Regions from separate parts of the Gossypium hirsutum genome. Here region 1 is linked to region 2. Evidence: chromatin contacts called from public Hi-C data. All regions are on one chromosome and are shown on one strand. Each heading gives the region's core, a stretch centred on a gene start, on an enhancer-like site or on the middle of the called end of the contact. The rest is flanking DNA. Distances are from core to core; before and after follow the strand shown. Region 1 holds the start of LOC107908460. Region 2 has its middle 19 kb from the start of LOC107907641.

Evidence for each region. Hi-C and Micro-C count contacts between places; a contact is called where the count stands out from the background.
Region 1: a contact with region 2 is called in a Hi-C map of leaf, with 3 times the contacts expected there. The contact joins the promoter of LOC107908460 here to the enhancer-like site in region 2. A contact is called at or near these places in 2 of 34 Hi-C or Micro-C datasets (both in leaf).

The regions. Positions count from the first base shown.
Region 1 is chrD02:43,968,430-43,971,173 of Gossypium_hirsutum_v2.1, forward strand. It overlaps LOC107908460, which reads left to right and starts at 1,380. Exons shown (of 1, transcript XM_016835633.2): 1 at 1,380-1,910. The coding sequence starts at 1,380. The coding sequence ends at 1,910.
Region 2 is chrD02:43,885,046-43,887,745 of Gossypium_hirsutum_v2.1, forward strand. No RefSeq gene overlaps it. Among protein-coding and RNA genes, the nearest start is that of LOC107907641, 19 kb to the left of the region's middle. Within about 2 kb of position 1,311, at least 9 of the 9 cell types and tissues checked have an H3K27ac peak or open chromatin away from gene starts, as enhancers often do. A contact at or near this core is called in leaf, where this site is marked.

The DNA.
Region 1 (2,744 bases), core at 130-2,629, 83 kb after region 2:
TATCGGCCAATACCAAAAAATTAATTTTAAAATATGTACTAATTTTAAATTTATTATTTATTATTTATTTGTATCAAAAAATAATTTTAAAATATATTTTAACTTTAACTTATTTATTATTTATTAATTTCATTATGAATTGTTATATGCATAGAATGGGATAACCTTATTATTTAATTTATGGATGATTTTTTCTTGTTTATTTTAAGTTTGTTTAGTGAGGAGTTATATTTGCGAAGCTTATAATATTTTACATAATTGATGAGTATTTTTTTTTATTTTTTTTAGCATATTAAATTTACATCAATGAAGTTTGAACCCATGCCACCAACATTTTTAATTACTTTTTATCACTTTAATCAAAATTTTATTCTTTATGTGTATTTTATGTTTGAGATTTATTTAATCTCTTTTAATTACTTTTATATACATACATAAAATATTTTACAAAAATAATGATATATTCAAAACGGTACTTAATCCCTAAACACTTAAATACTTAATCCCTAAACTTAAATATTGTTGTACAAAAATAACGATATATTTAAAATGATACACTAAAATAAATCAATATTCATATATTTTATTATCAATAGAAAATAATATATCCACTAATAAAATATCTACTACCTTATACAAAAATCATAAAAATATATAACATTATAAAAAAGGTTTTCCAGGGGTGATATATAAAAATGAAAGTAAAATAATAAATAAGGAGAAAACAAACGGGATCATTTAGAAAGAAAAAGAAAAAAAAAAGCTTTTAAAAGAGATCCGCTCTACTTGTGCAAACCATGCTCTCTCGTTGTACAGAGTAAAACAGAGCGTACAGACACCGATATCTTATTTTCTAATTAGCTTTTGTTTTATCTTTGAGCTTTGATATCTCCCTTTCAGGCTAATGTCTACCTTCTTTTTCAACCCTTTGATTATCCCTCGGGAACCACAAAATTATAATCCTACCGTTGGAGATATTTTCTGCGTGACCAGTTTTAAGGTACATTTATGAATAATTTAGAGTCTGTTTAGTATCGTTCGTAAAAAATATTTTTAAATAAATTATTTTTGAAAGAGAAAATTGTTTCTCTCAAATAAAAATTAATCTAAAGCATTTTCTTTCAAAAATTGAAAATGATTTTTTTTCAAAAGTGTTTTTTTATAAAATATTTATTTATATTGATAAAATATAATAGTGGCATTAGAACATTCATTTTGAAATAAATATTTGTTGCTTGCCCTTTTAACTCATATTGACCGGGCTCCACTTTCCTTTGCCCTCTATATAGCTCTTTCCTGCTTCCCTCCCTCCCTCAACCTTCTCTCTCTCTCTTTCTCTCTCTCTTCAAAGCAACTTTTCTTTTCCCTGTCCTGCTGCAATGGCTGAGCAGATGCCTTTAAAGCGCGCAAGAGAAGAAACCCAGAGTTCAGATGAAGAAACAAAGTGCCATAAGTCATATGATCACATACTCTCTTTGCTTGAAGCTGAAGAGGATGAGCCAAACCAAGACCTGTCTTCTCTCCTCACAACTTTGCAACAGGAACTTTCTTCTGACTCTGTTTTAGATGACCCCCTTCCTTACCCAACATCAGCCGCCTTAGATGCTGGCCAAAAAAACCCCAGGCCTAACACCACAGCAGAAGCTACCAATACCAACACCATCACCGGCAGCTTAGAAGACGAGGATATTCAGGATGATAAAGAGAAAGTCATACGCCATTTGCTTGAAGCTTCTGATGATGAGCTTGGGATTCCTAATAGGGAACATGGTTTTGATGTTGGAGTTTTTGAGTTTGAACAAGGTTGTAACAATGGTGGAAATGGGCTTGCTTTATGTGATAGGTTGTGGGAATTTGAAGATGACGCTGCTAATTATTATACTTTGTTGCAGTCTGAACTTTTCCTGTAGTTATGGCTGGTGAATGGGCCTTCTGTAAGGATGATAATAGGAAGCAGGAAGAAATGGTAGGAGTAAAAAGTAGGAAAAACAGGGAAACTGTGGGGAGTGTGGGATAAATTTTGGGTCATTTCATTTTAGAATTCACCCCTCTTGAAAATATTGACACTTGTCCCTTGTTTATTTGGCCCTTGAAAATATTTGGTTCTTCAGAAAATTCAAATATCGACAAGGAAATGATTCGTATTTTTGATTGTCCCGAATGTCCAAATTGCTCCATCCATTGTCGGTCGATATTGAGATGGGCACCCCAACTTCTACTCGAGGACTAAAGTATAAGGATTCATGACAGATATTTTTTTTAAATTGAGCTATTATTACGCATTTTGACAAATTCAATCTATTTTTAGTTCAATTTAATCTACCTTTTAATAAAAAATTTTGATTAAAATATGAATTTGTAATAATATTCACCTGCAACTCATATACCAATTTACTTGTATTTTATATATCATATTTTTTGCATGAACAGATAATTTAAAAGTTATAAAAAATATAAAAAAATTCAAAAAATAAAATAAAATAATGTGACGTACAAATGGATTGATATGTAAGTTAATATGTTAAAAAAATTAATGTTTTAATTAATATTTTTGTTAAGTAAACTACAATTCAACTTTTTTTTTAAGATTAGTGATTAAGTTTTTTTTAAGGTTGACAATTAAATTTAGCTCAAAAAACAACTAAATTGACAAAAAATTTAGTGTTAATGGTTAAATTTGTCATGGTGCAATAAATAATAAATTTAGAATATAAAGATGTGTTTAAAAATAACATATGATAAAT
Region 2 (2,700 bases), core at 61-2,560:
CTTTCTTAGTAACCTAACTGCCTTCACCATTCTCCAAACCCCTAATTTTATTCCTCTGCTTTCGACTTACTACAGCCTTATGGAAAAAACTAATATTGCGATCACCATTTTTTAACCAGTTGACATGGGCCCTTTGTTCCCAAAACAATTCCTCCTTGTTTGCTTCCAAACTGACACCTAATTGGATCTCAGCAATTTTTGCTAAAACATCATCCCCTGGGTCCTGATCATAAAGTTCCAATAGTCATTATTCCAAATTCCTTATCCCACCACTCTATCCATGTTAACGTGATGGCTCCACCTCTGTAAATGTCCTCCTAGTTTTTTCTAACTTAATAAGCACCTGTTCTGATGAAAGTGCCCACCCTCACCGGATTTCATCTTTACAAGATTCCTCTAAACACCAGTTAGTGTCAAAACGAAACTTATAACTACCCATCCTTAACCTTCGCCGAGCACCTCCCCTCGTGTCAAATAAAATAGGACAATGATCAGATTTGGAGTGATACAAATACGCAACTGTATAATCGAGAAATAGATTCCACTATGCTGAATTTGCGACACCCCTATCAAGTCTCTCCATGATATTATTAGATGCAAACCTACCTCTTTCCCATGTGAACCATCTACCAATAAATCCCAAGTCACTTAAATTGCAATCTTCCAACACCGAACGAAAATCATGCATCTGCCTTTTTGATAGGAAACATCCACCTCTCATCTTAAATGAAAAAGTTATCTCATTGAAATCCCTTACAACCAACCAATGAATCGTCTGATCGTGACTGAATTGTCTGAGTAAGTCCCATGACAAGCTCCTATATCTTTCTTCTGGATTCCCATAAAAGCTCATGAACCTCCACAAAGATCCCTCATCATCATCTTGAATAGTGACATCAATATGGTGTTGTGAGAAACTCTTTAAAGTAACTAAATAGTTGTCTTTCCATCCTAATAATAGACCTCCCTTGGACCCTATAGCCCCCACATCGATGCCATTGCCAAAACCACACTTCCTTCGAACACTTTCCATTCGTTTAGCACTAATTTTTGTTTCTCTGAGAAACAAAAGTCGAGGGGAAACATCTCTCAGTTTTATCCCGGAGACGATTAACAGCCCGTGGCTTCCCCAACCCACAGACGTTTTAACTTAGGGTTTTCATTGAATTCGATTGCTCTGCATGAAAGAGCTAGTTGATTTCTCATTATGGTCCATTCCTACTTCATTCAAAATAATAGACGGTTCCCCCACTAAGTGTTGCCTTTTCATCCCTTCCATTGTCATAAGGGGATCCTCATCCCTGTCCATAGTCAGGTCCATAGGCCCAACAACATTCATGCATTTGTTTTCCAACCCATGATCCATAAACTATTTATTATTTGGATCCTATTTGACGACATAATTCTAGGCCCTAATGGAATGAGATTGGGATTAGGATATATTTTGTCCATGTTATCCCACCGATGACTCTGCAGGCCCCCTCCATCTCAAATATTACGTCTATTTTCCCCCACATTCCATATCCGAATTTTTGCAAATCAATCCACTAGATTCATGCAGCCACCGGCTAACCACTGCGTTTCTCCTCTTCGCCGCCGTATTCAATGAGATGTCCTAGCCAAACACAATTTTTGACGGCCAAGTTTTCCACACATAAAACACAACAATAGTAGTAGTACTAACATCGGATTCTCCCCTGGTTGGATCTTATGCATCAGTAGTAACTGATTATTAAAAATCCATGGGGTACCCTTTAACACCCTGTTCATGCCCACTTCATAAAAAAATTGGAATAAATACTTTTCTCACCAAGATCTGAAATGAATGTCCTTCTAATTGGGTGTCATAAATAAACCATAGTATTCTGTAACGAAGGGAAATAGGCAACACTATAAATCAGACATCGTCCCACCACACATAGTTTGTAATCATCTTCCACCACCAGTGTCTCTTCTCGAAAAGCCACTTCCTCCTCATCTATGATATTCAAATTGGCTAATTCTTCCTCTGTTTCTTTGAGACCAGTACACCTAGGAAAGTATACCCTAACACTCGTGTCAACAGACATATAGAATAGCATGCCAAAACTCTATCACGTGCATATGTATGAAAATCACATATTTATAACACATATTTGTGTTTAAAAATAATACAATAAATAATGAAATGTATGATTTGAAACTAATTAATAGTAACACATGAAATATACACAATATTAAAATAAAAAATTAGATTGAATTGCAAGTAAAACTAAATTTAAACACGTGTATACATATTAACTTAAGATTATTAAATGAATACAATTATTTATCATAGTGTTGTCATCAATCTTAAGTTGGTGTCGAGTTAATTTATAACACCATCTCAATCAACAACATTATTAATATATTAATGTATACTTGAGGGCTTTATAAATAATATATATTTATATATATGAAAATTATTTAATACAGTTTTTTAGACTCAAAAAACAGTTTAAAAGTTAACAAATATATTGTAAAATATAATAAAATCTTAAAAAACCACTAACAATATATCATATAATTAACCATATATAATATCCAAACAACCTAGAAACGAATACACGTGATTTGTTCTTTTATCCACTTGATGATGGAGTCCTACAAACCTTATCAACAAGTATCAGTCTCCATCAACTTTTTATCTGCCATTCTTATCAGATTTTTATTGAGATCACA